Regions from separate parts of the Rattus norvegicus genome. Here region 1 is linked to region 2. The links are chromatin contacts, called in public Hi-C maps. All regions are on one chromosome and are shown on one strand. The core of a region is the stretch at or near the end of the contact, and the rest is flanking DNA. Distances in the headings are between cores, read along the strand shown. Region 1 overlaps LOC102549737 (a long non-coding RNA gene). Region 2 holds the start of Rb1cc1 (RB1-inducible coiled-coil 1).

Region 1 (5,261 bases), core at 876-3,375, 37 kb after region 2:
ACTTCTTTGGCATTACAGAGATCTGCATCTCTGTCAATAAAAGAGATATCTATCAGGTATGGTTGAGCACCTTGGATGACATCCAATGTTTCAAGGCAGTTATGGACAGTTTCCTCATGGGTGTCATCTGGCAGCAGGGTGGCAGGGTTGATGGTCAAAGATTTGTTAAAAGCCAATCTGTCTTTGTCTAAATGGAAAGCTTGGTATTGAGTCAAACAGTCCATTGACATCTACCAGTTAACTGCATCCCTGACCAGGAACTCTGCTGCATGTGGGGCCATTATAGTTAGAGTTTGTTCCAATATAAGTTGTTTGATTCTTTCACAGGATTATGGTAGCCACTATGATCCACTGGCAGGGTGGTTATCCTAAGGTCATTGGATCCAGGCTTTTTGAAATATAGGATGTCTAGCCTTTTCCAGGGACCCATGGCTTGAGTCTGGACTCCTTTGGTAATGCCCTTCCTTTCATGATGGAAGGGCTTGGTAACATCGGGGAGAGGTCTAATATAGGGTCTGCACAAGAGTCTCCTTTAAGTCCTTAAAAGCCTATGCATGCTTCTCCATTCATTCCAAGGAGGTGTTGCCTCTCACAGAGGCTGAATATAGAGGTCGGGCAATCTTAGCAAGCCAGAGTATCCAGCGACAGCAATATTCAATGGCCTCCAAGATTTCCCTAATTTTCATCTTTGTGTTTGGGGCAGGGTTTATTATAGCCTCTATTCAGGTCTTTGACAACAGTCTTTTTCCTTCTTTTAATTCATACCCCATATAGGTAGCCTGTGGAGTGTAAATCTGAGCTTTCATTTTGGAGGCCTGGGAGCCTAATTGATCTAGAGTTCTAAAGAGACCTTGAGTAGCCCTAAATAAGCCTCTTTATTCACATAGTGGAGTAAGGTATCCTTTGGATACTCACTGAGAAACAGTTTGAGTCCTGGTTAAGAGCCTCATCAAAGATTCCCTGAGATAATTGTGTCTGAGTCAGTTATCCCAACATTCATGAGGCCAAAGATGTCACCATGAGGAGTTGGGGGTGGGGAGTGAGAAAGAGTGTGCACACAGAGAGAGAAGAGAAGGAGAGCAAGGAGACTAAAATGTCTGGATTGGGTAGGGAAGAGCCTCTTGGGAAAGGGCAGCCCAATCCCTGATCTGGAAAGCTCAGGGTTGGGGCCATGGTATGCCAGAAAGGAATTAAGGGATGCTAGGAGAACCTGAGGTCAGGCTTGCATTTATATGTAAAATATACACCTCAGTCCTTGTCCAGGGATGCAACCAAACTATTCCAAGTTTATGGTCCACTCATTAAATGCAAAGATGGGCTGACTTAATTCTGACAGAGGAATGGATAAAAATGCATCTTTTAAATCAAGCACAGTATAGACCTCATGTTCAGATGGTCACATTCTGAGCAAACTGAAGGGATTGGAAACAGTTGGGTGGTAAGTTTCTTTCTTTTCATAAGTAGGTTTCTTTTATTTTACATGTGTGAATGTTATGCCTGTTCGTGTGTGTGTGTGTGTGTGTGTGTGTGTGTGTGTGTGTGTGTATGTGTGTGTGTGTGTATGCATCATGTGTATTTTGAAGAGCAGAGCAGAGGAAATATATCCCCTGGGATTGGAATTAGACCTGATACATGGAGTTGTGAACTACCATGTGGGTGCTGAGGTTTGAACCTGTGTCCTCTGAAAGAGCAACCAGTGTTCTTAGTCATTAAGCCATCTTCGCAGCCCCAGGTGAAAAGTTTGCATCGCCCTGTTAATATCCCTTAATTTTTCTACCAGTATATACTCTTGGGTTCCTGGTTTTTGAACTGGTAATAAAGAGTGGTCCACGATGACTGGCATTGATTGACTATTCCTGCCTCAACCAAGTATCTGATGTGGGTCCTTATCCCTTCCCTGGCCTTGGAGTTTATAGGGTACTGTTTAACCTTGTGCCCTAGAAATCAGTTGTACTATTATCAGGGACACATGTTTGGCCAGGGCAGGAGGATTATCTTCAGCCCAGACAGTAAGAACATCTTTTATCAAAATCTCCTTTAGTTCCTTGTCTGGATCTAGGGTTGGGCCTTGGAGGAGGATATATTCCTTTCTTAAGGGGAAGGTGACAGTCAGGGCTGTGACTAAATTCCCTATTTGTATCTTAGGCTTCTCGCCTGAACCTTAAAACAAATTGCATGGAACTTACTCAGATCTCTCCCCAGCAAAGGAAACAGACATTCAGGAATAACAAGAGAATGAGTCACAGTTCCCAAATCCATAGTCGGTTTTGTAGTCAAATTGTTGTTTTAAATTTCTTCTGTCACCCCTTGCACTTCCATTGTTCTTTTTGTTAAGCGGTCTCAAGGGTTTCAGTAACACCATATATGCTGCTCCTCCATCTACAAGGAGTTTGCAGGTAAGCAACTGTGGTTACCATAGTTTACCAGGGGCCTAAACGGAAGGAGCCATGGCCTCTTTTCTTCCAGAGTCCGGACTGGTTTTGGTTAAGGAAGGCTCATCTGTTGTTGGAAGTGCCACGAGCATGTGGTGCCGATTCATTTTCTTTATTGAAAACCTTCGCTGTCTCTATTGTCAAACACTCCTTGGATTATTTCTAATAATTTTGACCTATTCTTCCTTACAAACTCACCCATCTTTTGTATTTTTTTTTCCATACATCTGAGGCTGACTGGGTTACAAAGGCCAGGTTAAGTGTTTTTCAGATTTGCTGAGTCCTCCAGATCTATAGTAGTATATAGCCAATATGCCTCCTGAAAGCACTCAGGAAACACCGAAGGTGTTTCTGAGTTCTTCTGAGCGCTCTTTTATAACCTATTTTAGAAGGATTAGGTTTGTAATCCTGAGGCCCTCCAGTAGAGCCTGGTGACTTTCACTGGAAGACTTTCTGTCCCATAGTCCTAACCTAACTCTATCCTTCTGGACAGAGCCTTGTCAATTGCTTCCATTCTGAGATCATTGTCAAGAGTGTATAATTTGAGCAGTATCTTGGCTGCTTCTGCTAGGATTCTCTCTCTTTCTTTTTATAGTGAGTGAGAAGAATTTGTTGGCAGTAATTTCAGGTGGTTTTCCAATGGTAAAGATCTGTTACACTAAATGGATCATACAGGTATAATCCTTTCCGGGCCCAGCAGAGGGGAAGGATAGGGCCTACAGTCCTTCTGCTTCTGCTTTGGGCCTAGAAATGGAAACAGAAGCTGCAGGTCGGCAGGGCAGGGTACTGCATTGGGGGTTTCATCTGCTTCAGAAGTAAGAGTGGAAACAGTAGCCACCCCTCCTCTTGCCCACCATTTTCCTTCAAGAAGTAGTAGGCCTCCAAGAGATAACAATACAAGGCAAAAATCCTCAGACACTGCAGGCTGAACAGAACAATCTAATAGGAAGAAATGAGTCTTGAGAACAGGCAGAAGTGTCAAACACTCCAGATCCCACTGTTGGAAATCTTACAAATACACTACTCTAACAGCCATAACATATACATAGAGGACCTGGTGTAGACCCATGCAGACTAGAGCTTGTCACTTCAGTCTATGAGTCCATGTGAACCCTGCTTAGCTGAATGGTGGGTCATGTTCTCCTAGTGTTTTCCATCCCATCTAACTCCTACAGTCTTTCCTCCCCTCTTCCATAGGGTTTCCTGAGTTCTGAGTGGGGGACCCAGTAATATAGGCTTTTTCTCATAATGTGTGGCTGTGGGTCTCTGTACCTGCTTCCCTTTGCTGCCAGAGGAAGCCTCTTTGATGACTACTGGACAAGGATCAATCTATGAGTATAGTAGAAGATCATTAGGAATCAGTGTTGTTGTTGTTGTTGTTGTTATTATTATTATTATTATTATTGCCAGTCCTTCTTGGCTCTATCCTAAGTTTCTGGGATGGCCACCCAGATAGAGTTGGACAGGGGCTCCCTCTGCTGGCATGGGTCTTAAGTTAAACCACTCATTGGTTGGCCACTCCCAAAGTTCTGAGTCACTAGCTCCAGCAATTCTTGCAGGTAGGACAGATTGTATATTGTATATATGGCTGGGTAGGTGTTCAGGTTTCTTCTTCAGTAGTCTGAAGAGTACCTTCCTATACTAGAAACTAGAACATAGGGGTGAAGTTTCCATTTAGGCACCAGTTCAACCTCTCTGCATTCAATGAGCTGTGTGGATGTTGTCCTATGTAATGGGACCCTTCTGTCAGCCTAGTGTCAGCCTTGGTTTTGGGGGGATGTCCACAGGAGCCCCTTGAACCACAAACTTTGACTCAGGATTATTATCTGGCTAGTCACCAGTTCTTTATTGTAGGTAAGGCCCTGTGGTATAGTTCTATATTTACAGTAGGCACTAATGAATATCTCTTCTATGGAGGGTTTTGTGTTATACAAAAAGGTTGTAGAGGGCTGGAGAGATGGCTCAGCGGTTAAGAGCACTGACTGCTCTTCCAGAGGTCATGAGTTCAATTCCCAACAACTACATGGTGGCTCACAACCATCTGTAATGGGATCTGATGCCCTCTTCTGGTGTGTCTGCAGACAGCTACAGTGTACTCATATACATAAAATGAATCATTTAAAAAAAAAAAGGTTGTAGAACTGGGATTCAAAGCCTGTGTGTTGCACTGGAAGCTACTACAAAGTTGGAACCTTCCACAGGAGTTGACCTTTCCAAATCTTCCCTCATCTATAAAAAGAGGTGAAGCTTGGCATGACAATGCATGCTAATATTCCTAGCACTTGAGAGGTAGAGGATAGAGGTTCAAGGTCATCTCAGTCAAAGTTCCAGGTCATCTGAAACCCTATCTCCCTTCCAAAAAAAAAAAAAAAAAACCCCAAATAAATAAGTGAAAGAAACCACAACAAGAAAGGATGATAAAGATACCCATTTCATAATGCTGTGTGTTACTCGGAATACTACTACAGAGCTAATCTCTTGAAAAACGTATTCTGTCAATGCTAGTAGCTATTAGTGATTAATCATTAGTCTACAGAAATCTTCTCCAAAGAAAGGGCCAGACCTTCCTTCCTTCACTTGTCAGCCACTCAGCTTTTACTAAGGACTGGTTATGGAAGACCTTATATACCTCTGAGGTATGTCCACAGTTCCCTAAACTTGAATTTGATATATTCATTCTACTAACAAAATAATTTAAAATTATTTATTTATATTTTCATACTGCTTCACCATCATTTTCTTTAATCAGAACTTTTGAAAATGAAATTTGTCTTCTAGATCTCCTGTATTTTCCTATATTTTCTTAGGTTTTATTTTTTCTGTTGTTGT
Region 2 (5,030 bases), core at 706-3,205:
TCCACTTATGTTCTCACTTTTCTTCTGAATAATAGAGCCTTGAGTTTGTCTGCTGCTTAATACTTACCAACACATCACTAATGAATACTTGCCAAAACTTAGCAAAACTCTGAGATGTGTCAGGTATGACAGGTCTTAACAAAAGGGGGTCAGGAGCTGAAGGCCAACCTGAGCTACACAAGGTGCACCTCTAAACAAAGCTCTCTTAATCAGGTAGTCTTGGAAACACTTTTTTCTCAGGTCTAAGAGTGAATCAGGAATAACGCTTTACAGAGCATGCAGAAAGCTCTAGGATTTATTCCTAGCAGTACATACTAACAAGGCAAGAAACAAAAACATACAATCGTGGAGAAATCATTTCTTTTATCTTATGTCTTTTGGTTTTTATGGATTTATGTGTAAACTCAATCTGCTGTGCATTCTAACCCTGATGTCTGTCATAAAGAGCCAAAACAAAAAACACTAACCAATTACATTAATAGATTTATCAATGTAAATGCTACGTTACGTGCCTGACACACCCATGGCATAAGTATGTAAATACCATTTTTGTTGTTTTTTCCTTTTTTCAAGACATATTCTCACTATGTTTCCCAAGACTACCTTAACTTACTGTGTAATGCAAATAGCCTAAAGCCATCTTTCTGTCTCAGTCTCCTGGAATGCTGAGATGAATAGAGCAGCTATGTTCTAGCCCTAGGCTAACGTTTAAAACAGAGATAAACACTAAAAAAAAGACAAAAACCTAATTGGAAAGTGATATTTGTGCCATATTTTGTAATAAAATATTTCTCGCATAGCAGCAGTCCACTTATCCAGTAATCCCAAAACACAAAAAACAAAAACAACAACAAAAAAACCCCACCTACTGAAATACAGTAACATGAGCACACACAAGCCGGTGCATTTTTAGGCTGCTTCTAAACTGCTAGCTGTGCAAACCCTCAGATAAGTAAGTCTCATCAGTTATTTACAGAAAATGGTTAGCAAAATGGAAGTTTTTAACGCTCATAATAGACGTGTCAACATCCCCACCCAACTGAATGTCTTGCAGAGACTTTATCAATAAGTGAGTGCACGAGTGTTCTGTAGCATCAGGCCTATACCAACCAGTTCATGGAATGATCACACTTTAAAGACTCATGACGGAAAGGACAGGATTACGAAACCATAAGCAGTCACCACAGGACATCCACCACTCTAGAGAAAGTATAGACACCACGTTCGGAAGCTGTCATTTGTACCAAGTTTTGGAACCCGCATAAACCCCCTACTCCAAATCCATTCGTGGGGCGAGCGAGGCTGAGTCATTCCAAGGAGTAACTTTACACCGATGCTTGCACTCCGGGGTCGGGACAAAGACATCACCTCTAGGTTCCTCCCCTCTGGGCACTCCGGCCCTGGCCCAAACCCTCTCCGGTTTCCCAGGCCGGACACTCCAGTGCGCCAGCCTTGGAGACGGAGGCCGCAATTCAGGCCTCCGGTGAGCACCAGCGCCCTGCGGCTCCCGCGATCCTGTCAGCAGCCAGCCGGCCTCACGGTCCCCGTAGGGCTGGCGCCGTGACCCTCGGAACCGGCGCCGACGGACGCTCGGGCGATCCCGTCAGGTGCTGAGAAGCCCGCCGCCAGATGGGAACAGGGAAGGCACTTACCCGGCAGCGCCTCCTCCGCCCGCGGCAGCAACACAGCCGGCGGACCCCCGCACCATCTTCTGCCGCCGCCCTGGCCTCGGCGGCGGCTACCAACCGCCCCTGTGGCGCCGCCAACCGACACAACCGTCGGCGCCCGGCCGCCGAGCACCCGGCTAAGCCCGGAGGTCCGGCGGGATGGGAGTAGGGCGCAGCCGCTGCTCCGGCCCCTCGGCTCCGCGCGGGTACTCGAGTCCGCGGGCCGAGGCACTGGGAGCTTGGCAGGGTTGGGTCGCGGCCGCCGTGGGGTTTGTTATTGTCGACTCGGCCTTTCCGCCGCAGAGCACGCCGGGAAACAGCCTGCCGGGGGAGGGGAGACCCAGGCGTCTGCGCAGATCCGGAAGTCACTGGGCCTCCCGGACGGGCGCGGCTCGGCCGGCGAGCGAAGTCTCTGGCTAGTGACATGTCTGTCCTTCCCTGACCCTGGAAGGTATTTCGGTGCTTGCCGTGGACGGCCTCAAGGTGAGCGTGACCTTCTGGCCCGGGCAGACCGACCCCGCCAAACCTGGAGCAGTCCCAGCAGGGGAGCGGGAGGCTGAAGAGTGAGCACCAGTACAGCTCTGGGGCCCTCGTCGGCCGCCCGGAGGTCAGCCGACTGTCACCTGGGCCACCGGTACCGCTACTGCCTGGTTGGCAGGCAACTCCGAAAGTATGCCAGGCATCTTTGCAAGGGTGGGGCAGCACAAAGTCAGACCAGGTAAGTAAAGACCACGTCCAAAAGAGAAGAACCGAAGCAAAGTGTACTGGACTTTAATCGGCACGACCGTACAATACGGAATTCGATATGGGTCAACAACATCAAGATTAGATAAGAGAATGTCAGCTTGGGAGAATGTTGCATTTGTATTCAGGCTCAGGCAAGGACTTGAAGCTACAAAACTTGAGTATTAAAATTTGATGAGCAGATGTTACATGCAGACTAATCAATTATGTGACATAAACAGGTACTAAATTACTATTTCCAGGAATATCTGAAAGAGGTAAAAGTTTAGGAATGGTCTCTCTAAGCCAACCATGAGTGGTTCCTAGCAATATGAGACATGAGGAGTATTAAACTAATAGAGATCTGCAGCTCTTTATTGTGAAATACACTAGGAAACATTTGCTGAGTTTCAGAGTTGTTTGGAGAGGAGCTCTTGTTTATCTCACTTTGTTTTTAACTCTGCACTTCTGCTATATCCCCGGAAAAAAATGTTGTCTTCATGGTTTTTGACCACACTCATACATATTGAGTATTTTTTCCAAACTGGAATTTTAGTACATTACACCAGCAAAAGGGGGGGGGGGCTCAATTATTGTGCACCAGGAAAGTAGTGAATTGGCAAGACTAAAACAAGAAAAACTGTTGCTATATTAGCACATGTAAGCTATGCCTATCTCAGTCTAGCTAGAAACTTCGAAAAACAAAGCTGGCCCGGAGGTGCAGCCCATACCTTTAATCCCTTCACTCAGAGGGGGAGGCCTGGTCTACAGAGTGAGCTCCAGGACTGCCAAGGCTACACAGAAAAAGGAAAAATCAGGGCTAGTGAGATGACCCAGAGGTCATCTCCTGACTACCAAAACTAACCACCTCAGTTTCATCCTAGGACTGACATCGTAGACGAGAACCATACTTGAAGTTCATACACACTAAAAGAGCACTAAAGAGCTTCGTTTCCTCACAGTTAATCAGTGGCATTGATCAGGAGAGATACACTCCAGTTTCAAATGTTAAAGCACCACATATCTCATGATGTCCCTGACTTCTTTGGGAAACTGTTACAACAAATGTCTGTTACTTTATACTCCGATGTAAATGTTCAAAATCTATATGCATCTCAAACTATTCACTAAGACTAAAGTGAAAATGTGATATGAGTTCTGCTAAATAAACTTGAGTACACAGAAGATAAATGTTACTGATCATGCATGTCCATGAGTTTTCTGTCACAAGCTATTTTCCCCCCTTCTCTATAATCATCGAGAACAAACTCCTCCTGCATCACCACGTGAAGCGTCATAATCCACTTTGATGTTTGGCTTCTGGGCTTTTCTCAATGAAACTACAGACAGATGTAAGGACCTTAGAATTGTCTTTCATAGAGAGTGCTGAAATATTTAAACTTACTGATGCATGGGCCATTCTTCATTCCCCTTCCTGGGTTATCTCTTTCCTGTTGCTTATAATCCCCCATCCATTTTACTGGATTCTTTTCCCGATTATCAACTAGAATACACTGGGTGATGCAAAGATTAGGTTCTTTGTAAGATAAGAAAAGTTCTCATTCTTGGCCTCCACTAAACTTTTTTAAAGTTAGTATCTGTCAGTGTTTCAGTGAACTTTAAGGGAAGGAGAATAAGTAAAGGTGCATCCTACCAAGAACAGAGCTGACTCCATTCCTCCACATGGCGTGTGCACACACATAAAATCAATAATTGAATTGATAAATATAATTTTTAAAGTCATTTTTTCTTTCAGAAGTGTGGAGGGATTATGCAATCTACCTGAGTACTTCAAATCATTTGAAATTTTAAATCTTTTTCTCAATTTTAATCTGTCTCCTAGTCTTTACTTGACACATCTGTAACTCTTGATCTTTTAAATGTCTAACATGCTGATTGTAAGCTCCCCTTTAAATTTTAACCCTGCTGCCTGACTAATGATATCCATTTAGTACTAACTTTTGCACCTTGTTACTTGCAACTTGCTCAAGACCCGTGCTTCTGGCTGGCCTCGTATTACCCTTCATTATTTTTCTATCAAAAACCATACAATTATGTCTCTCTCCCTCCTAAGGATTTTTCAGTGGTTTTGTTTTATAGATGGATAAAATTTGTACATACCACAACAAATCTTGTCTGAATTGGGATTAGGTACCAACTCATCTCACACTATACTTGATTAAATTCTCCTCTTCCTATAAATCTTTAAATTGGATGAATTTTTTAAAGTTATAGGATTCTGAAGAAATTGACACAATTATAGGTCATTTACAGAACTCAATAAACTGTAAATATTAAATATCACTAAAAACTAAATTTTAATATTTAAGGCCAAGTAAGTTTCTATGAAATATTCTTGCCGTCGGATGTCTCAAAGGCCACAAGTAGTAATACAGGGGCCACTCAAACAGAACTGCACGGATCGCTGAGCACTTGGGAAGCAGAGGAAGATTAGGATCCTTAGCTACACAGACATTTAAAGACAAGACTATGGTATACCTGTTACACGTTGTAAAACAAACTGCAACAAGTTCCTATGGCGTCTCTTAACAAAAATTCCTTAAGGATACTGGGAAACACCTAAATTTTTTCAGCTCTGCCTAATTTGAAATTCAGTTCAAAAACATGTATTTGTTATTT

The links. A called contact is a pair of places that touch in the nucleus more often than the background predicts.
Region 1: a contact with region 2 is called in a Hi-C map of the A7r5 cell line, with 2.4 times the contacts expected there. The contact joins the enhancer-like site here to the promoter of Rb1cc1 in region 2. A contact is called at or near these places in 2 of 12 Hi-C or Micro-C datasets (the A7r5 cell line and hepatocytes).

Annotation. Positions count from the first base shown.
Region 1 is chr5:18,047,601-18,052,861 of GRCr8, forward strand. The region is part of intron 1 of LOC102549737 (a long non-coding RNA gene); the gene reads left to right. Among named protein-coding and RNA genes, the nearest start is that of Rb1cc1, 38 kb to the left of the region's middle. Within about 2 kb of position 2,126, at least 4 of the 93 cell types and tissues checked have an H3K27ac peak or open chromatin away from gene starts, as enhancers often do. A contact at or near this core is called in the A7r5 cell line, where this site is marked.
Region 2 is chr5:18,010,479-18,015,508 of GRCr8, forward strand. Rb1cc1 (RB1-inducible coiled-coil 1) reads right to left here and starts at 1,956. Exons shown (of 24, transcript NM_001107901.1): 1 at 1,653-1,956.